Linked DNA regions of Mus musculus: all the other regions are linked to region 4. Evidence: chromatin contacts called from public HiChIP or PLAC-seq and promoter capture Hi-C data. All regions are on one chromosome and are shown on one strand. Each heading gives the region's core, a stretch centred on a gene start, on an enhancer-like site or on the middle of the called end of the contact. The rest is flanking DNA. Distances are from core to core; before and after follow the strand shown. Region 1 overlaps Yaf2 (YY1 associated factor 2). Region 2 holds the start of Yaf2 (YY1 associated factor 2). Region 3 overlaps Ano6 (anoctamin 6). Region 4 holds the start of Twf1 (twinfilin actin binding protein 1). Region 5 overlaps Yaf2 (YY1 associated factor 2). Region 6 holds the start of 4833422M21Rik (RIKEN cDNA 4833422M21 gene). Region 7 holds the start of Arid2 (AT rich interactive domain 2 (ARID, RFX-like)).

Evidence for each region. Promoter capture Hi-C pulls out the DNA fragments that hold promoters and counts their contacts. HiChIP or PLAC-seq counts read pairs in DNA pulled down with a chosen protein or histone mark. Capture Hi-C pulls out chosen DNA fragments and counts their contacts.
Region 1: a contact with region 4 is called in an H3K27ac HiChIP or PLAC-seq map of thymic regulatory T cells, with 19 times the contacts expected there. The contact joins the enhancer-like site here to the promoter of Twf1 in region 4. A contact is called at or near these places in 4 of 39 promoter capture datasets (the HPC-7 cell line, cranial neural crest, liver and 1 more), 3 of 115 datasets of contacts at active chromatin or transcription factors (embryonic stem cells, large pre-B cells and thymic regulatory T cells) and 1 of 9 other capture datasets (liver).
Region 2: a contact with region 4 is called in a promoter capture Hi-C map of the HPC-7 cell line. The contact joins the promoter of Yaf2 here to the promoter of Twf1 in region 4. A contact is called at or near these places in 7 of 39 promoter capture datasets (the C10 cell line, the HPC-7 cell line, cranial neural crest and 4 more), 1 of 15 datasets of contacts at CTCF or cohesin (the NIH/3T3 cell line), 3 of 484 Hi-C or Micro-C datasets (CD4 T cells, forebrain and muscle stem cells), 10 of 115 datasets of contacts at active chromatin or transcription factors (astrocytes, bone marrow-derived dendritic cells, embryonic forebrain and 7 more) and 2 of 9 other capture datasets (embryonic stem cells and liver).
Region 3: an H3K27ac HiChIP or PLAC-seq map of embryonic stem cells shows a contact between it and region 4, with 5 times the contacts expected there. The contact joins the enhancer-like site here to the promoter of Twf1 in region 4. A contact is called at or near these places in 6 of 39 promoter capture datasets (3T3-L1-derived adipocytes, embryonic stem cells and liver), 5 of 115 datasets of contacts at active chromatin or transcription factors (astrocytes, embryonic stem cells, microglia and 1 more) and 1 of 9 other capture datasets (liver).
Region 5: a contact with region 4 is called in a promoter capture Hi-C map of 3T3-L1-derived adipocytes, with 6 times the contacts expected there. The contact joins the enhancer-like site here to the promoter of Twf1 in region 4. A contact is called at or near these places in 6 of 39 promoter capture datasets (3T3-L1-derived adipocytes, cranial neural crest, liver and 2 more), 3 of 115 datasets of contacts at active chromatin or transcription factors (epiblast stem cells, large pre-B cells and thymic regulatory T cells) and 2 of 9 other capture datasets (embryonic stem cells and liver).
Region 6: a promoter capture Hi-C map of embryonic stem cells shows a contact between it and region 4, with 6 times the contacts expected there. The contact joins the promoter of 4833422M21Rik here to the promoter of Twf1 in region 4. A contact is called at or near these places in 5 of 39 promoter capture datasets (embryonic stem cells, hippocampal neurons and liver) and 2 of 115 datasets of contacts at active chromatin or transcription factors (both in embryonic stem cells).
Region 7: a contact with region 4 is called in a promoter capture Hi-C map of adipose tissue, with 3 times the contacts expected there. The contact joins the promoter of Arid2 here to the promoter of Twf1 in region 4. A contact is called at or near these places in 8 of 39 promoter capture datasets (the 3T3-L1 cell line, the HPC-7 cell line, hematopoietic stem and progenitor cells and 4 more), 2 of 484 Hi-C or Micro-C datasets (the G1E-ER4 cell line and cerebellum), 12 of 115 datasets of contacts at active chromatin or transcription factors (astrocytes, bone marrow-derived dendritic cells, embryonic forebrain and 7 more) and 2 of 9 other capture datasets (adipose tissue and embryonic stem cells).

Annotation. Positions count from the first base shown.
Region 1 is chr15:93,297,228-93,300,053 of GRCm38.p6, forward strand. The region is part of intron 2 of Yaf2 (YY1 associated factor 2); the gene reads right to left. Among named protein-coding and RNA genes, the nearest start is that of Gxylt1, 23 kb to the left of the region's middle. Within about 2 kb of position 1,349, at least 34 of the 459 cell types and tissues checked have an H3K27ac peak or open chromatin away from gene starts, as enhancers often do. A contact at or near this core is called in the HPC-7 cell line, pre-B cells and thymic regulatory T cells, where this site is marked.
Region 2 is chr15:93,335,530-93,338,475 of GRCm38.p6, forward strand. Yaf2 (YY1 associated factor 2) reads right to left here and starts at 1,406. Exons shown (of 4, transcript NM_024189.6): 1 at 1,228-1,406; 2 at 811-936. The coding sequence starts at 1,253.
Region 3 is chr15:95,818,991-95,821,836 of GRCm38.p6, forward strand. The region is part of intron 1 of Ano6 (anoctamin 6); the gene reads left to right. Among named protein-coding and RNA genes, the nearest start is that of Gm17546, 9.7 kb to the right of the region's middle. Within about 2 kb of position 1,466, at least 21 of the 459 cell types and tissues checked have an H3K27ac peak or open chromatin away from gene starts, as enhancers often do. A contact at or near this core is called in embryonic stem cells, where this site is marked.
Region 4 is chr15:94,588,222-94,591,107 of GRCm38.p6, forward strand. It overlaps Twf1 (twinfilin actin binding protein 1), which reads right to left and starts at 1,603. Exons shown (of 9, transcript NM_008971.4): 1 at 1,531-1,603; 2 at 7-84. The coding sequence starts at 1,555.
Region 5 is chr15:93,317,410-93,320,232 of GRCm38.p6, forward strand. The region is part of intron 2 of Yaf2 (YY1 associated factor 2); the gene reads right to left. Among named protein-coding and RNA genes, the nearest start is that of Yaf2, 18 kb to the right of the region's middle. Within about 2 kb of position 1,527, at least 65 of the 459 cell types and tissues checked have an H3K27ac peak or open chromatin away from gene starts, as enhancers often do. A contact at or near this core is called in 3T3-L1-derived adipocytes, epiblast stem cells and liver, where this site is marked.
Region 6 is chr15:96,253,410-96,256,214 of GRCm38.p6, forward strand. It overlaps 4833422M21Rik (RIKEN cDNA 4833422M21 gene), which reads right to left and starts at 1,275. Exons shown (of 3, transcript NR_130160.1): 1 at 1,055-1,275; 2 at 455-593. The region is part of intron 1 of Gm38469 (spidroin-2); the gene reads right to left.
Region 7 is chr15:96,286,258-96,288,957 of GRCm38.p6, forward strand. It overlaps Arid2 (AT rich interactive domain 2 (ARID, RFX-like)), which reads left to right and starts at 1,265. Exons shown (of 21, transcript NM_175251.4): 1 at 1,265-1,529; 2 at 1,637-1,730. The coding sequence starts at 1,438. It overlaps Gm38469 (spidroin-2), which reads right to left and starts at 1,141. Exons shown (of 3, transcript XM_011245785.3): 1 at 1-1,141. The coding sequence starts at 996. The coding sequence ends at 253.

The DNA of each region.
Region 1 (2,826 bases), core at 99-2,598, 1.3 Mb before region 4:
CATGTGGTTTCTAGAACCCGTGAGATCCAATCAGGTAGAAAAAAGCAGGAGGAACCCAGGAAAGACTTCTAACATAGTATATGTCCAAGTAGTTGCTGAATAAATTTGAAAGGCAAGAAACATAAATAACACCTCCATACCTCAAAGTCAGAGAAAACTGTTCTTGAAGAGAGGATGTTTCAAGCTAGTCCCTGGGCAGTTTCAGTAAGCAATGCTGAGAAGCGGGACAGTTAAAGAAGAGGAAGCAGGAAGCAGGACGAGCAAAGCTACCATGCCCAAAGATTCACAGAATTTACAAAGCACTTTCAAGAAAATCTGTAAGGACTTAGTTGAAAGAAAAAGACAGACTTTTCAAGAGGGCCGCTCTCGAGACCAGGAGACTCGGGCTGTGGGAGGCTCGACCTGACAGAGTGAGGAGTCTGCAGCCAGGAGTTATATTTCACAAACTTAATCTATCTTAACATTTTTAATTAATAGATTTTTGCATATAATTTTATTTGTTTGTTTGTCTGTTTTTCAAGACAGGGTTTCTCTGTATAGCTATGGCTGTCCTGGAACTCACTTTGTAGACCAGGCTGACCTCGAACTCAGAAATCCGCCTGCCTCTGCTTCCCGAGTAATGGGATTAAAGGTGTGCACCACCACGCCCGGCTACATATAATTTTAAATGTTTTATAATGAATTACTTGAAAATAGTCCACTTCAAATCCTCACTACTGTCAACGCAAGGACACTGGGGATAGACCCTACACTAGACATGTTCCTTCTTGGCTGTGTGGGGCTGGACATACATATGTCCATATGTGTACCTAGGTGCTTGCAATTTACAATGCTGCCACAGAAGATGAACCCACAACATGTCAATAAATTGTTAAGTCAAGCCATCATAAAGGCTGTTTATCTGCATCTACATATAATTTAAACATGATGCCAGGCAAATTATTACATGACAAAATTTATATAGACTATCTAACATTTTTACATCAGATGGAAAAGCTATTGTTGTTTACAAGCGTGTGTTTGTATTCTATGTATGCCCAGTTCAAGCCAGCTCTGGCTTCTCTTTCTAAAGCTGGTGAAAAACCACCATGACTTTTGTAAAGTTAAGCTACTTCCAGATCAGATGATGAAAAGGAAGTTGTGGTTTTAAGTGACCTTCTTGCTTCCTATCTATATTCTTCTAAGCAAAAATTACTTTAGCACAGAGAGCCAAAGTATAAATGCTTTGTTTAAACTAACAATGTCTAAATATGAAACGGCAATGAGCCAGCCAGCCACCAGCATTAGAGAACTTGACACCTTTGATTGAACACTAGAATTAGGCTGGCCAGAATACAAAAGTGCATCTGAGACAAATTCACTGTCTTACACAGAGCCACCATGTTCTGCACAGATGCAGGGGGACTACGTGAGGATAATTTTGCATGTAAGAAGTATACACTTCATAGTGCATCATCTAATCATATACAGTGTGCTTTTACTAACAATTCAAAATTTGATACAACTAAAAACATAAATGTGCAGGTAGAAGTAAAAGCAAGCCTGTCGAGAAACAAACAAAAAAACAAAACAAAACAAAACAAAACAAAAAAATGCCAGCAGTGACGTGAGAAAGGAAGGGGGTGGCAAAATATGCAGGGAAAAGAGTCCTCATAGACTCTGTTCTTGCACAGAGATGACCATGTGGAGCCCTATGTGATAGTTTCATTTAATGTAGTAAGGTTTTAGTTACAGATAAATAAAGTATTTAGATAAAACTGATTCTCTAGTTGACTAAACACCTTCCATGCTTCACTCTTAAAGACACAGAAGCTGTTGATCCTAAGGGCTCCTTGGGTGGCGATGCAGCAGCTTATATGAAGCTCTCCTCCTTTACTTCTCAGGATATCTGCTTCCGGCAACTCTAGTCACCCATTCACTACTCCAGCCCTTCCAGCCGCTTATAACTTAACTAAGTCTATCACAGTCTGAAAGACTAGGTGGGGACAGAGCTCAGGAGGTGAGGTGCTTGCCATAAAAATATAAAGAACAAAACTTAAAAGACTCCCAGAACCCCACACAAAAGCCAAGTAATTGTGGCAAGTGCCTGTAATCCCAGCAGAGAATGGGGGCAGAGACTGGGGATGCCCAGGACAAGCTGGCTGGCTAGCCTAGGAGAGCCAGAGTCTTGGTTCAGTGAGGGATCCTGGCCCTCCCCCCCAGGAAAGTAGAGAGCAATTGAGGAAGGCACTCAACATCAACTTTGGGCCTCCATACATATATGCACAAACTTCTAAGCACACCCAGACACGTACACCTTCAACACACGAATGCACATGCACACATACACGTACCCCTCATATCAGTGCTTGTTGTTTCATGAAGCAGTTTGTGTATACTATAACTACAAGCTGACAAGGAAAACTAACAACCCAACAACAGCAGCCTTTAAAGCTGCCTGGAGCATTCTGGGGGCTTGGCAAGCAGGGCTTGGAAGGGAAGGCTCCCTAACCCTCACAACCACAGCGGCTGGGTGCTAGCTTCATTAGGTAACTGAAGAGGCTGCGTGACCCCACGTGGCAGTTAGAAAAGTGAGGACAGCTTCAGCAAGGCAAGTTACTCCTAAACAGAGTTACTGAACGAACAGCCCACCAGAGCCCTGGCTTTCTTCTCCATCACACTTCTGATTTCTGAGACTTTAAGTATATTCATCATCATTAAACTAATAGAACAAGAGCATTTCCTTCATTTAATCTCTACTATATCCCCATGAGCACACTCTTGACTGTGGTTTTGAAGTGCATATTTAATTTTGCTAACACACTGTTGAATTTTTGGTTTTTTTTT
Region 2 (2,946 bases), core at 156-2,655, 1.3 Mb before region 4:
CAGCAAAATAAATGCCTTACTTAAATATTGCTACAAATCACTGTAGAAGTGGATTTAAAGGCGGCCTTCCCAAGGGAACTATGACCAAGTGGAGACAGATCAAGAATGCTACTGAGTTCGAATTTCCTAAATTTAACTCTTTTAAATGGTTTTTTTTTTTTTTTTTGGAAAGACAATTATAATACTATATGCCTACCATACAACAAATCCAGGGCCGGCAACAGACAAAGATCATGTCATCTCGTTTGTGTAAAAATATCCAGGCACTGGAGTAAAACTGCGTTGCTGGGTTCACCTCCCAACCAACTACTTAACTGTAAAAAATTATTACAGAAATAGAACAACAACAAAAAAAAACCCAGACGCGAAACCTTGGCCTGACCCTTTCCGGACATCCGTTACTAAGAAAGTTTAATCCATTACGATCCTACAAGCGATACTTTTTCCCCAGGGGGACCGAGTGACATCGCGGCCTTTCCTCCGTCCCCTCCCCCGCCCCGGCTCCCCGTCCCCGCCCCCTCCCCGCACACTAACACCACAATGCGACCAGCGATCACGGTCTCTGCGCCCGGCTGGGGAGGGGGCACCGCACCGGCCACGCATGGAACGGCACGGCACGGCAGCGGCCGGCGACCCCCATGGATAATTCATCCTCCGCAGCAGGCGCCACCGCCGCCGCCACCGAGCCCTCGCCGCCAGCCGCGGCTCAGCCGGGTCGCGCCCCACCGCGGCCGCCGCCTGGCTGGCCGCCCCGCCGTCCCGCGTCGCGCGGGGGGCCCCGCGGGGGATCCACGGGCGCGCCGGACTCACCGGGTGGAGGTGCCCTTCCGCACATCGCACATCATGCACTTGAAGGCCTCGGCGCTGTTCCGGAAGGTGCAGACACTGCAGTCCCAGTAGCCCTCATCCGAGGCGGGCTTCGGCTGCCGCTTCGGCCTGCAGGACACAACCGGACACGACGCAGCGCGGGGTCAGCCGCAGGCCGCGCCCGGCCCCGCGCCCCGCCCCGCCCGGCCCGCGACCCCCGCCCCGCCCGGCGCCGCGCGGGGGAGGGGAGCGCGGCCGCTGACCCCGGCCGCCATCGCGGCCCATTGTGGGCAGCCGCGCGCCCCGCCGCGCCGCGCCGCACCCCCTCTCCCCACACACACGCGCGCGCCCCGCGCCGCGCCGCTCCACGCCACGCCACGGGACCCCGGGCCGCGGGCGCTCCGCCGGCGGGCGCCCTACCTGGTGGGGCTCTTCTTGTCGCCCATGCTCGCTGCCGACGCGCGCCGGTCTGTCAGCGCCGGGGTGAGGGGCCGGCGGAAGCGCGGAGGCGAGGGGGCGGGGAAGGCCGCGCCGCGAGCTGCAGCCGCCGCCGCCGCCGTCGCCGCCGCCGCTGCCGCCGCCGCCGCCGGATCCCACGCAGCCTCCAGCTGTCGGGGAAACTCCTGCCTGCGCGCACGTGACCCGCGCCGGCCAACCAGCGGCCGCGCCGGAGACTTCAAACGCGGGGAGCGCGGCCCAGCACCGGCGGCGAGTTCGCGGCGCCGCCTCCCTCCAGCTCGCCCGCCCGCTGGCTGCCCCGGAGCGCTCCGGCCGTGGCTCGCACGCCCCGAAGGGCGCGATGGCAGGCGCCCGCAGACACGCGTGCGCCCGGCGCGGCGGGGACTGTCATCCTTCCTTCTGGGGAAGCGACCCAGAGGCTCGGGAGAGGTTCGGTGCCCTGCTCTAGCTTACATAATTCAAACGTGACGAAACCAGGGTCTGATCCGGTTTTAATTGCAGCGGCGTCCTCCTGGCCTCACGGGGCTCTGCAGTGGCTTGTTATAAAACGGACGCTCGTGAGCCTACGTAAGGCAGACGAGGTTGCTTGTGCCCTGGACACCACCTCCCCGAGTCTCCTTACTCCAGCCTGTCGGGGATACACACCTCGCCTGCTAGACCCAAACAGCCATCTCGCTGGTCCTTGAAGCTCTGCTTCCCACCTCGCCGATCTGGCGGGTACCCCACAACCAGAGTTAGCTTGACATCCCTCTGATCGAGGGGCGACTTTAGCATGCCAAGTCGGTGAACCGTCATCAGGAAAGCTGCCCCTGAAGAAAGGAGAGATGAAATCCATCCCTTCTCGGAGCCCTGCCTTCTTCTGCCTTATTTGGGTGTGCTGATGGAGGCGTTGTAGCCTCCGCATCAGGCTTAACTAACTGAAGGGGACCCAGTTCAGGCACTGCGTACTTAACAGTTGATCTGACTGTGTGGCTCCTGGGATACTATAAGGTTGTTTAGAAAATGTATCCAGCTGGGCCAGAGCAGGATGGAGCAAATTTTCATCATGATACTCAGAGTGAGATGGCAACTAAAAACTTGAGGAGTTAACTGTTTAGGAAGTCCTTAATATTTTGAACTATATCGTCTGTGGGTAATTGAAACAGGAAAGCAAAACTCCAGCAAAAGGGAGACTACTGTATTGATGTGTTACTTACCAAACAAGAGTTAATAACCAAACTGGAGGATGCTCTCCTTTTTATCATTGGGAATATGATATTAATTGGGGTAATTAAGAGGGAAATAGGCTTCAAGCTTCTGAGAAAAGAAAGTCAAAATGAATTATAGCAGAACGGGTGGGAGTATACAGCTCAGAGATGGAGCACTTGCACAAGGCACTGAGTTACTAGAAATTTGGAAAAGCATTTAAAAGATTGTTTTATGTGGGGTTTGCTTGGGTGCTTAGTATTACTTTATTTTTGCAGAATAGAGAGTCTGACTTAGTTGAGTGTAAAAGTTATATATTAGAGGTTGCGTTAATTTTCCAAGATAAAAGAGGCTGAGTGGTTTATGCAATGGAAATGTTTTTTCCCATAATACTGGAGGCTCCGAGTAGAAGATAAAGATGTCAGGGCTGCTTTCATCCAAGGCTCCACTTTGCTTGCAGATAGCCATCTACCTAGGTCCCACCTTCAAAGGGAC
Region 3 (2,846 bases), core at 216-2,715, 1.2 Mb after region 4:
CTTTATGCGATTAGTTTGCTGTTTAAAATTAACTGACTGGCCTTCAAATTATTTAAAAAAGAAAAAGAAAAAAAAAAAAGAAAATTATTAGCCGGGCGTGGTGGCGCACCCCTTTAATCCCAACACTCAGGAGGCAGAGGCAGGCAGATATCTGAGTTCGAGGACAGCCTGGTCTACAGAGTGAGTTCCAGGACAGCCAGGGCTATATAGAGAAATCCTGTCTCAAGAAAACCAAAAAAAAAAAAAAAAAAAAAAAAAGAAAAAGAGAAAATTATTCTTTTTGGGAAGTCCAAAGGCAGAATAGGCTCAAAGTGACCCTCCATTTCTCCTCTTGGTTGGCCTTTCTCCTTCCTTGGCTCCACTGACTTAATTCAAATTGAATTTGTGCCCTGTCTGCCCTGGCTCTACCATGCCTATTCTCTAGGGGCAATGTGGGGCCATGAGCTGGGCACAGACAGCCTGATCCCCTGTTGAGCACAGGTCTTGAACCCTGTGACCTGGTGGGTGGTGACTTCCACCTACAAGGGACAGCAGGTGTTTGGCCATGACCCCTGGGACCCTGGTTCCTGTAGCAGCTACAGCCTCCCACAGCGGGGGGGGTGGGGGGGGGTGGGGGGGGTGGGGGTGGGGTGTGTGTGTGTGTGTGGGTGGGGTGGGGGGCAGGTGTGTGGCCATCAGTCATGTAGGCGATGCCCCAAGCTCCTGGTATTCTGTCTGGACTCCACCCCTACAGTTACCTGGCAACAACCAAGTAGGCCCAACCCACTACAAAAGGGACTGCTTATCCCCTCCCACCTCTCTTGCTCTTACTCTCTTTCTCTCTTGCTCCTGCCTCTCTTACTCTTGCCCTCTTGCTCCCCCTCACTCCGCCTTCCCTTCCCCCTCTCTCCACGTGGCCACGGCCCTCCTCTGCTTCTCTACTCTTCTCCCTCTCTCTGCCTTTATACAATAACCGCCTTAAGCTGGGCGTGGTGGTGCACGCCTTTAATCCTAGCACTTGGGAGGCAGAGGCAGGTGGATTTCTGAGTTCGAGGCCAGCCTGGTCTACAAAGTGAGTTCTAGGACAGCCAGGGCTACACAGAGAAACCCTGTCTCGAAAACAAAACAAAACAACAAAAATAAACGCCTTAAAACCATGGACTGCCTCTTCTCATCGGGATCTGTCATGCTGGCGCAATGGAACAGAGCCCTGCCTGCGCTCTCCAGCCAACTCAACTGAGCCACCGAACAAGCCTAGGACTCTTGTCCCTGTGGTAACCAGCTGGAGCCCTCTCCTGCCTTTTTCTCTTCGCCCTGGGCCAGAGTCCAACCGCGGGCCCACACTCTGGGAGGTTCCTAGCTCTTCCAAGGCATCTGTGGTGCCCAAGAGTGAGAACCTGCCAGTCTCGCCCTCTGTGCAGGCTGGGAGGCTCCCCCACACCCCGCAAGCAGCTCCCGGAAGTTCCTCAGGGACCTCAGACTGGTCCTAGCCCTGTGATGAGCTGGACGCGGAAGCCCATTTTGACCCACAGGGCAATGCTGTGCACATCCCTGCTCTAGGGTACATCAGGACTCCCTGTCTGTTCTCCTGTGGCCCCATTCCTTCTGCCCCAGGATCCCGGGCTTCCGATAAGCATTTGGTGACTGACTGCTCACAGTGCAGCCTATTACCTTCACTCCTTCAGCCACACATCCCCGCTGGTTCTCTCTAAGGCACTCACTGTCCCCTTACAGTGTTCCATTTCCTCTTCCTCCTCATACCTTCACACCGCTTGGTGCTCTCAGCGGAACACCAGATCCCTTTAATTCTTCCTTCTCTGGTTTCTCAGCCAGGCTCCTGGCTTGCTCCAAGCGACCACATGTTTCTAGGCCCGCAGAGGGACGACATCGTTGTTTGCATCTCGTTTTGCTGACCTAGTCTTCCCAAATGGCACCCCTTTCCACTCCATTTTCAGATTTATTTGTCCAGAGCAGGTATATGAAATGTCACCCTCCAGGTCTTTTGGGAGGAGAAGGACAGATTGTCCTGAGAACATGAACAGACTTGTGTGGGAGAATGATGTAAGCAAGAGCTCACGTCCCAGGGTTATTAGCGTGCTAATCAGGATCCCAAAGGGACACCTCTCAGAAAACTGGAAAAATAAATTAATTTTTTTCTATAAATCAAGCAAGTGGGAAAAAAAAGAAAGAAAGAAAAGAAAGAAAAGAAAAGAAGAGAAAGGAAGGAAGGAAGGAAGGAAGGAAGGAAGGAAGGGAGTTTTGAGATGAAAACTGTTAAACTCTGCTTGGTTCAGCTGCATGTGAATTATATGGTCTTAGTGCCAAGCATCACCCATTATGATGGTTTGTGTATGCTTGGCTCAGGGAGTGGCACTCTTAGGAGGTGTGGCATGGTTGGAGTAGGTGTGTCACTGTGGGCATGGGCTTTAAGACCCTCATCCTAGCTGCCTGGAAGTCAGTGTTGTGGTAGCAGCCTTCAGGTGAAGATGTAGAACTTTCAGCTCCTCCTGCACCATGCCTGCCTGGATGCCGCCATGTTCCAGTCTTGATGATAATGGACTGAACCTCTGCACCTGTAAGCCAGCCCCGATTAAATGTTGTCCTTATAAGAGTTGCCTTGGTCATGGTGTCTGTTCACAGTGGTAAAACCATAATTATCTTTCAAAAGGATCATGATTAATAGTGGTCATTAAATGATTTCATATTCAGCACAGGGTCTGGTACATAGCAAACATAAGACATTTTAGTAAGATAGAAACACCACTCGTCACATGTGCAGGTGTGCATGTTTATAAAGTACATAAAGACGAAAGGCTGGTGCTCATCTACGTACAGTGAGGTCGAGATTGCTTATTTATTCTTTCCAT
Region 4 (2,886 bases), core at 353-2,852:
ACTAACCATTTTCGATAGATATTTTCAGAAGTCTGTATTTCCCGTTTCTGGCTCGGGCAAAGATCTCTTTGACATCTTCGCTTGCTGTGGAAAATGATAAAGGGAAAAAGTGTTTAAACCTAGAAGTAGTTTAGTTTGTATTCACCTAAAGAAAACATAAATTAAAGAAACATGTGGAGCATACAGGCCCTTCTTATTGTTACTATAAAACAGAAGCATAAAATACCGGCCTTGGCGAGGAGCAAAAACTAAATACTAGCATTTAGAAGTACAGGAACTTCAACATTTTAGCCACAGAACTCAGTAGCAGAAGTAACACTAGGGTGAATGCTTTCAGTCAAACCCAGTAACAGACAAATTGCTCCATGTTTGAAAATGTTAACAAGTTGCTTCTAATAGTCCAATTTTAAGTTTGTGATGTGTGCTCCTTCATCAAATCATGTCCTGTATCTGTCCATCAAGAACAACAGGATCAAATCTCATATACTGATTAAAGAAAAAACCTGTAAAATACACTAGATCTTACATTTTTCTTGCATCTCTTTGTAAAAAGTTATAGAAGCCACCCAGGAAATAAACATTTAATAACCTATCCCTTGTGTAGTCATCATTGCTTCAAATTCGGTCTTGTGTTGTTGATTGCCAAGCAAGACTAATATTTATGTCTTGTTATATAAAAGGCTCAAACATTAAACAATAATTTTGATATATTTAAATGTCATAAGTAACACGGGGGAGATTAAGTGTTGTTAGATCGGAGACTATTTTTGCCTGCATGTGCACAGAATTAAGTGGTAGTGTCAAAAACCCTTAAAACACAAAACAAGTTATTAAGTGGTCACCCGGGGGAAAGGCTCGGTTAACTATTACGGGAAGTGCTCTAGTTTATATTAGAACTCGTTAAATAACCCCGGGATATATTATTTGATTCCGTAGGAGGTTGAGTACGTCCAAGTTGCCTATTTTCCAACCAGGAAATAATAAACGGCGAGTAAGATACACAAGTAAACTGCACATTCGACTGTCTCCACGGGGTTCATGAGGTGCAGCTACACAGATCAGACTTTGCAGCTGCCTGGGGTGCAAGCATCCAAAGATGGAAAAACACTCCCTACTCGGGATTTCTCCGGAAGGAAGGCACACCCGCGTTCTGAGAGAAAAATCCGGGGAGTTCGGGAGGCAGCCTACAGCGGTGGGAGCTGTTTGGTTTTCAAACGATCTGAGTGCTGGAGCAATCTCCTTTGGCGGGTCCCGAGGAAAAAGTCGCTCGGCTGGCCGGCGGCAGGAGCCCAGCCAGCTTCGGTCTTCCTGCTCTCGGCACGGGGGCCGGGATGCAGCGGGGTCGCCCGGGACATCCTCACATCCTCGGTTCTCTGGCAGCCACCACCGGCCTGTTACGTGGCGGCCGCCGGGGAGGGCCGCGAGGGACACAGTCGGGGCCGTCGCACCCAGAGCAGCTCCAATGCCGTGCGCGCCTCCAGCGTTCCGGCCCGCAGCCTCCCGGGAGCCCCTGCCCCGTGGCGCCGTTACCTTGGATGCCTGTCTGGTGGGACATGGCGGCGGCCCCAGGCTCCCGGCTCCGGCGCAGGGTGCGGTAGCGGCCCCGGCCGGCGGATCCAGGAAGTAGCGGCTCCGCCTGTGCGTCATCGGCCCGCGACTCTCAGCCCCGCCCCCAGCACCAGCCCCGCTCTCCAGCGCGACATAGACCCCGCCTAGGATCCCGCCCCCTGTTCTTTCACTGGCTACTTTCATTGTCGTCACAAGCCCCGCCCCTTAAGCCATTGGCCATGCCCTTTCCCGGCAATCACCCCCCCTTGCCCCCCCCCCCCCCCCCCCCGCTGCTGTTTCTGTCCAGGATGCACCTTCTGGCAGTGGGCTGTGTGTCTATCACACGCCGCAGCGACACACCTCATCAAAATGCTTTAGAGGGAAAAATGGCCATTTTCCGAAACAAACGCTTTCTACATGAAAGACATATCCTTTGCTGTAAAGAAAAGACCATTTTAAGGCGAAAGATAAAACAGTTAAACATTTGCAAAGCAAGATGGGGCTCAAGACCACTCCTGGCCCACTTTAAAATAAGAGACTGTAGAGTTCTCCATTATTTTCCCCGTGATTTGAATCTCAAGCTGTTCACTTTTCAATTGGTCACTATCACACAAAACCACTGTTCTCACCTCAAAAAAGAGAAAAAAAAGTCTATTCTGAAATCAAATATGTGCCCTATCAGGCGGGGAGGAGGCACTAATTCAGGTGACACCCCATCCCAAATATCATGTTTCAACTTGGTAACAGACTTATGAATTTTTTTTTTAGTACCAGAACAAAAGAAAATCACAAATCATCTTTAAAATATATTTGGTGGGGACATGGGGCTATACCCAAAGTGGCGAAATTTCTGCTACTGGTTCAGATATTATCTGAAGAGGGCATCTTTAACCTTTCAATGGGAGAAGCTAAGTGGTCTGTACATTTCCAAGGATGGACTCAGAAGTGGCTAGTAACTGGGATGGCCCAAGATAATTCAGCTTAGGACCTACACCACAGTCCTACACAATCAGGCACTTCTAATCAGCTAGGCAACCTTTTTGAGTCTTGAACAGGTTTGGGGTGGCTTTTTTTTTTTTCTGGAAATTTCAGCTCATAGCACTTTAAGAGACCTCATTGTCCTTTCTCTGGTTCCCCCAAAGAACTGAGTGTGAAACCACTGAGCCATTGAGCTGACCTGAATATCTCTCTGTGGTCAGCTCTACCCTTGGAAACCATTAACAGAGCTTTGCTTTAGGTTAGCCTTTGATTGCTTCAAGTCAAATGTGTGTTCGTAGTTACCTGGATGCAATACATTTGTATGGAAACAGCAGACAGGAGTTACCGTTCTTTCTCACT
Region 5 (2,823 bases), core at 277-2,776, 1.3 Mb before region 4:
CTCGCTTCTGTCCATCTCCAGGATCGTCACAACGCGCATCCCGGGAACTGAGGGCATGCAGCACGGATGCACACGGGGGAAGCTGGGTGGGTTTAGGAGGCTGGAGACATGCTGCAGGCACTCACTTACCTTCCTGAGAGGGGATCACAACGGTCCCTTGGTCCTCAAGGCATTCGCAATAGCTTCAGAGAATGTGGATCTGTGGAGATTACCCAATAGGAGAACCCCAGTTACTGGTAAGTGATCCAGTACTTTCTTCTCTATCAGAGTAAGAAGATTATTTCATTTTACTTGAGATTATTAACTCAGGTAGCGCTACAGGAAAAACAGATGTGAATGCATCACAGAGCTAAACATTTACTCACCAAAAGAAAAATGGATAAAAATGTGACTGACATAGTCAGAAATACAAGGAAAATACAGATTTCATTTGTAAATGTCCAATATAACAACAGATGTATTTTCTAAGATTTATTTATTTATTATATGTAAGTACACTGTAGCTGACTTCAGACATACCAGAAAAGGGCATCAGATCTCATTACAGATGGTTGTGAGTCACCATGTGGTTGCTGGGATTTGAACTCAGAACCTCTAGAAGAGTAGTCAGTGCTCTTAACCGCTGAGCCATCTCTCTAGCCCATGGCAGATGTATTTTAACAACAAAAATTAGCTGTGAAACTTGCATTTCACTGAAATATCACCATTATTTTGTAATATTAGTATAACAATAAACTGTTGTTGAAAATCTGCCATTTCTCAGGATTGTCAGGCCACCGTGTGAATTTTTTTAAATTATTTTTTAAATTTTATTTACATTGGTATTTTGTCTCCATATATGTCTGTGGGGAGTGTCATATCCCCTGGAACTGGAAATACACTTGTGAACTGTCATGTGGGTGCTGAGATTTGAACCTGGGTCCTTTGGAAGAGCAGCTAGTGATCTTAACCGCTGAGCCATCTCTCCAGCCCTGTAAATTTTATACTAAAATTTACACAACTAATATGGTGGGCTAGCAATCATTAGACTTCACGTGGGGACTGAACCTAGGGCTAAGCAACCCCCGGCCACCTGAGCCCCCTGCGCCAGCCCCCTGCGCCAGCCGGCAAGATCCCTGTGGCCTCACTCTTCTTTACTCCGTGGAAATAAACTAAACAAAGCTTCTAAGTTTCCCTGTCTCATCTAAAACTTAAGGAAGACTAAAACAATATAAAGTCACTTCTCCACAGAAACAAATTTAGATTATGAAGATCTTGTATCTTAATACTGTTATGAAGTATCTAGTACATGGCACAAATAGCAAAGTCTCTTAGAGTAGCTTGCTAAAATTTTTGCTAGATTCACACTTAATTTTATCATGCGCATTTCTCTGGGTAAATTATATCCATTTTCTAAGTCTAAAGTATAATCATCATGAATGATTTCAATTTTAAGTGACTAGTTCATTCAATCTGGGTACTCCAGGCACCAGGTGTACTCCAGTGTGTCTCACCACACATCTGTCTTCACTGTGGTGACACTGAGTGCTGAGCACAGGGACACAGCAGGGCAGGGAACTAGGACAAGGGTAAGCCCTTATCAAAGCAGGAAGTCTAAGCTTGCTGGGCTTTCTTCCCTGCCCTGCTATGTGGCCTGCTCTGTGCCTGCTCCACCACAGGGACTGCGCTCTTTCCAGAAGCTGGACATAGTCTACCAAGCTGAACTCAGCAAGCCTCTTTTCTTCCTCCAGTATCCACCTTCATGGATTTGTTATTGAAACAGACAGCAGATCTCTGTTTTGAATTGTAATGTACAGATTAGGGCTGTTGTTTGGTTTTAGTTTGTTTGAGACAGAATTTCTCTGTGTATCCCTGGATATCCTGGGCTCATTCTGTAGACCAGGCTAGCTTTGGACTCAAGAGATCCATCTGCCTCCGCCTCCCAAGCGCCTGAATTTAAAGCGTACACTACCACACCAAGCTCAGTTTACTATTTTTAAGAGTCATCTAAATCAGTATTTTTAGTTACAGACTCTCCCGTAAAGTCAAGTCACTGAAGAATGGGGAGCACACTGAACAAAGAATTTACATGTATTACATGGGTTACAAGAGCAATTATATAAACATTTTTAGAGCTAAAAGGCATCATTCCAAATAAAGCAATATCCAATTTTTTATTTAAAGCAAATATTGACTCCATTTAGATATGAGTTCTAAACTTAAAATATAATTAAATTCATTTAACAGTAAGAGCATTAGGCACATGCACAGTATTCTCACAGACCCAACAGGCTAACGTGCATTCGGAGTGAAAGTTACACGGCGCTGCTGCTGTTGCATAAACTCAACTACAACGGAGTAGTTCTCTGTGTGCGCCAACAGGACTTGAAGCAAGACCTCACACATTAGCCAATGTTCTCCCACTAAGCCATAAGCCTTCCAAGCAGATTATACTTCTAATTCTAGAGGTCAGGGTGCTCTGCTCAATAAGAGAACCTTAAACTCTACGATTATAATATGCATCAACCAAAACTGACTCCTCAGTATTCAAAACAGGACCAAACATTTCATCACAGACTCAATCTGAACTGTAAAAATAAATAAATAAATCCCAGATTCAAATGAGAAAATGAGGTAGCTAAAGCCAGATAGGCCAATCTCTATAAATTCAAGGCCAGCCTGGTCCACAAAGGAGTTTCAGGGCATCCCCAGCTACACAGAAAGACTCTGTCTCAAAAAGAAAAAACAAACAAACAAAAAACCGAACAAACAGAAAAACAGCATGTGGTAGCTAGCTGGGCATGGTGAAGCACACTTATCCCAATAATCAAGACGCAGGAGGAT
Region 6 (2,805 bases), core at 25-2,524, 1.7 Mb after region 4:
TCTTGAGCAGATACTGATTGCCACACATTTTGTGAGACACCTACACAATTCTGGAGGGTCGTTGCCGACTTCAAAGTGGCTAGCCTTTCTCTGTGCCCTGGCTACTGCCAGGGTCAGTGTCCACCTGCCCTGAAGACTGTTTCCCTCTGCCCTCTATTCTGTCCCAGCCTCAGAACCTCACACAAAAACGGGTCCCATGCTTCCAACTGGCCAACAGCCCTCACCTACTGATGTATCTCAGGGGTTGCTATTCAAACACCACCGTGGCCTTAGGCCTTCTTGGGATTCTCTGAGTCATCTATTTTTAACTCCTGCCCAGTTTCCCCGTGGAATGAAACTCCAGCTGCTTAATGGAATAGCTGAGAGGGTACAGTCTCCATTGGGAGAGAGAGAGAGTGAGAGAGAGAGAGAGAGAGAGAGAGAGAGAGAGATCACAAAACAAAAACCAACCAACCTCTGATGGTTAATCTTTGACAAGTTGACTGGATTTAGAGTCAGCAGAGCACACCTGAGGTGTCTATGAGGGAGGGCATTTCAGAACGGTGGAAAGAGCCGTTCTGAAGGCAGAGCATACCATCCAGTGGCCAGGAGTCCTGCCCAGAATAAAGAGGAGAAAGTGAGCCCAAGGTTCAGCCCTCTTTTCAGGATACAAAGTGTCAAGCGGCCTCAAGCTCCTGCTGAGGGACTTCCTGACAGGATGAGCTCTCCTGGCTATCCCCGGAGCCAAAACAAACTCTTCCTCAAGTTCTTTTGTGAGGCATTTCTCCTCTCTGCCCGCCCCTCCCCCCGCCCCCCAATTCCAATCCCGACAGTACAAGGAAAGGCAGGACTGCAGAAGCCCCCCCGCCCCCCAAGAAGGAAACCTAAGAGGCACACCTGCTTTAAGAGTTCTTGGCGTCCAAGTTCTCACATTCACGTAGAGAAGAGCCAACAAAGTAAGAAAGCTGAAAGCATTTAAACAGCTCTGCCCCAATCTGAGTATTAGGTTTGCTAAAAGTGTTTTGTTCCTTGTTGGGAGGATGGCGAGGGACGCTCTGGGAGCGGACTGACTTACCCGCACGGGCCTCTGGGAAACACACAGATGCACTCGAGATCCACGTATTGTATCATCTCATGAGGACTTAGATGTTTGAAGTTGTATGTTTTGAAAATGTTATTCTAAACTTGCCACGTAATAAAAGACCCGCAGCAGATGACTGCAGCTCTCCCGCAGCTCTCCCAGTTTAAATAGGTATTGCATGGCAAGCGCCTCCTCCCCAACGCGTGCGGTGTCAGGCTGGGGGCTGGGAAGAACACACGGAATAATACCGTGTATTCTCCGACTTCAAATCTGGGAGCCCTGGTGCTGCTTTGTCAGGAGGCAGTATCAGTGAAATCTACTTTTCAGATCTTTTCAAAACCAGATGAGCATGCTAGATTTTTCTTTTAAATCAACTGCTAATGGACTCCTTTTGTCCACATGTTTTAATGCCAATGTCAAATACTATATTTTTATGCTTTTTTTTTTTTAATCCCAAAGGTGGAAGAAAAAAAGCATAAGGCTAGAGAGATGGTTCAACAGCATTACTGGCCACTCAACCGGAGGACTCAGGTTCAATTCCCAGCACCCACAGTATCTTAACAACCATCTGTAACTCCAGGTCCAGCTCTGATGCCCCTTTGGACCTCAGGCAGGAGGCTTGTGTGTGGTACATGGACATACATGCAAGCAAAACAACCACACACATACAACTTTTGTAATTAAAAGAAAAAAATGCGCTTTCTCTTAAAATCCATGTGAGTTACATTTTAAATCCTATTATGAAACTTGTAAACAGTTTGTGCTTGGCTGCATACTAAATAAAATGTAATTTAACAGTTTCCTTAGCTCCTGCTCAGATCTCAGGGTCCAAGGGACTCTCTCAGAGGACAGGGAGTCGATTCAACCATAGTTTATCACCTTGGGGCACTAATGGTCATTTTCAGTGACCCCCCTCGCCCCAATCTTTCCTAGATCTATGAGAAAAGAATAACTCTCACACTTAAATGGGTTTAAACGCACACAGCTGTGCAGGAGGGCATAAACGCTCCTTGCGAAACCAAGTCATAGGCACTTGAACGCAAGCTTTCTGGAAGCGACTCAACAGTGAGGAGCCAGCTGCACTCAAGAGGACAAGATAAAGGCAAACTAATTTAAGCTACATTTCAGGGTTTTTGTTTTTGTTTTTGTTTTGTCTTTTGAAAGAATACTTTGAGCCCTCTTTAATGTTTTTTTTAAAAAAAAACATGCATTTTTATGTTTTACTAAGAGTGAAGCAGAGCAGACTGAGTTCTTTTGACTATCTTTGTTTTTCCTTCTGATTTAAACAAAATGCTACCTCAATCCAATCAAGCAGACAGGATGACTGACACATACTCCTAAGAGTAAGGTCCCAAGTGATGGCTGATTCTAACATTAATGTTTTCTGGGGCTAAGAGAGGTTCTGGGGCTAGGAAGAAAATTGTTTCTCTTCCAGAAGACTCAAGTCAGCCCTTACCACATAAGTCACGACTGCCTATAATTTCAGCTCCATGGGATCCAATACCCTCTTCTAGACTCAGAAGGCACATGCACACACGCACACACACACATATACACAAATGCACATGTGCACGTTTACAATTATAATTTTAAAATAAATCTTAAAAACACTAATATTTTGGATGGGCAGTTTAATCCTGGTACTTGGAAGGCAGAGGCAGGTGGATTTCTGAGTCCAAGGCCAGCCTGGTCTATAGAGTTAGTTCCAGTTTAGCCAGGGCTACACAGAGAGACCCTCTCTCAAA
Region 7 (2,700 bases), core at 15-2,514, 1.7 Mb after region 4:
AGATACTAGTGCAAAAAAAGACCTAAGCAGTGTTATTCTCAAAGTTGGGAGGTTATTTCCCAACAGGCGCGATTACCGTTTGCGTACCTCCGGGTTCGGTGCACCAAACCGACCAAAAAAGGGAGGACGAGTGAAAAGCCTTACTCTAGCTCCACAAAAGTAGGGCAGGCAGTTTCCAGCCTATTCGATCCTACAGTTTGTCAAAGTGAGTTTACGGCCCCATCATGGACCATGTGCTCGGCGGGCTTCGTGCTAGCACGATGAAGCCCGGAGGCCAACGCCTCCCGCTAGCAACGTCTCCAGAGGGGGCGAGCGGACTCGTCCGCGGCCGCCGGGGCTGCGCCGAGCGAGCCTGCTTCTCAGTGTGGCCGGAGGCCCGGCGGGCGCCGCCGGGGACGCGAACATCGCCTCCACCCCTAAGCCCGGAACAACCGGTAGTGGCCGTTTCCCCGCGCCGCCCCCCTTTCCGCCCGCTTTGTGTGCGTGTGAAATGTGCTGCACATTGCAGATGAACCCTAAGCCGGGCGAGCCGAGTCTATTGTTCCCCGCGAGGAGCCGCCGCGACCGTGTGGAGCCAGGCGCAGTGCCGCGGCCGGCCCTCGGGGGGCGCTGTGCGGCGCTGGCGGCCCGGCCGTGGCGGCGGCAGCAGAGAACGGGAGGCTGGCGGGCAGGCAGGCAGGCCGGCGGGCGGCGCGCAGCGGCTCGGCTGCCGCCGGAGCCTGTGCCCGGGGACGCCCGGGCCGCCGCCGCCGCCGCCGCGCGTGAATGTGTGCGAGGGCCCCGCGGAGCCGCGGCCCGGATCCACGCTGTCACCCCGCTCTCCACAAGCCACCACACAGACCTCCCCCTCCCCACGCGGCCCCGCCTGCCCCGGCCCCGCCGCGCCGCCGCCGCCGCCGCCGCCGCCGCAACTCCCAGGCCTGCGGCCGCCCGGGCCCCTCGCCTCGGCTCGCCCGGCCCCCGGTCGGCTCGTGCGCCCCCCGGCCGCAGCACCATGTTGAATCGCGTCCCCGGGCCGAGCCGCCAGGGCCGGCGGCGCTGAGAGGCGGCCCAGAGCCGGGCCGCGGGAGGCGGCGAGGCAGGGTGGGGGCCGCGCTCGCCCCGCGGCTCCGCGCCCGGCCGCCCGTCGCCTGCCCCTCTAGTTTCGCTCCCGTTTCTTTAAACTTTTTTAGAAATTCCCCTCCCTCCGGCCCTGCGCTCCCCCTGGCCTCCCGCTCCCTCCTTCCCCTCCTCCTCGCCTCCTCCCCCTCCCTCCTCCCTCCCTGCGCCGCCGCCGCCGCCGCCGCCGCCGCCGCCGCCGCCACCGCCGGCCCATGACTGAGCCCCGCCACCGCCGGCCGAGGAATGGGCTCCGGGCGCTGGTAGGGAGCGCGGGGAGCGGGGGCCGCGTTTGAACCGCGATCTGGGTTTTTTCGGGAGACCTCCTTTGGCAAAATAATGGCAAACTCGACGGGGAAGGCGCCTCCGGACGAGCGGAGGAAGGGACTGGCTTTCCTGGACGAGCTGCGGCAGTTCCACCACAGCAGAGGGTGAGAGCAGGACCGGGGGGGCAGCGCCGGGGCGAGCCGGGGCGAACGGGGGCCCGCCGCGGGCGCGGGGTCCCGGTGACAAGTGCGGGGCTTTCTGTCGCCCGCAGGTCGCCGTTTAAGAAGATCCCTGCGGTGGGTGGGAAGGAGCTGGATCTTCACGGGCTCTACACCAGAGTCACTACTTTAGGCGGATTCGCGAAGGTGAGTGGAAGTTTTAATTTGTATTTCCCTCTCGCTGGCCTGCTCGGAAAAGTCTGCTCCGACCCGGGAGCAGGCGCCCGGGGTCGGGGGGGCGATCGGCGGGACACACGGCGTTCTCGGCGCTCGCAGCCGGTGGCCCACGGAGGCGGCCGGCGGCGGGGCTGTTTTCGGCCTGGTGGCTCGCGTGCGCGCGGCGGGCGCGGGGCTTGGGCGGGCGGTGCGGCCCGGCGGCGGGGAGCGCCCTGCCCGGTGTCCGGCCGGCCCCGCGGGGTCTGAGCGGCGCGGCGGGGAGCGCGGGCGAGTGGAGTGCTCGCCCGCCGCCCGCCGAGCCCGCGGCCCGCCCGCCCGCCCGCGAGTCAGCGCTGCCGCCGCCGCCGCTGCCGCTCTAGCACAGGCGGAGACACAGAGACACACAGACTCTGAGCAGTTTTCGTGCAACTCAAAATTAGCGCGGGCAGGTTTAACATCGATAATCGGCTGCGAAATGATCCCGGCGGCCGGGGGCACAGCCTCGGCCCGCTCGCCCTGGCTTTCTACAGCTAACAAAAGAAAGCAGGACCTGTCTGCAAATAGCCATCTTAGGCTTCAAGGCTAGGCAGAAGCTGTAGGCCTCAAAGAAGGGCCTATGGAGATGGATAGATCTGGGAGAGGGATCGGAGTCGGCCCCGGCCCCGGCCCCCCCAGAGCTCGCGGACGTCGCTGTCCGGAGCAGTATTGATCCTTTTGAACTTTTTTTTTTTTTTTTCTTTACTGCAAACGGACCGCGTTGAGATTTAAAAGGGGGCGACAGAGGGACTTGCGATTGGTTATTGTCCGGGCTTCAAAAACAAAACAAACCCACCAACCCCCCCCCAAAACAAAACAAGTGCTGCTAAATACAGGGCTCTCTGATGAAAACATAGTGATTCAAGCAGCCCTGGCTTAGTAACTCTCGTGGGTCGACCCCAGACACCCACTGCTCCTTAGGTGT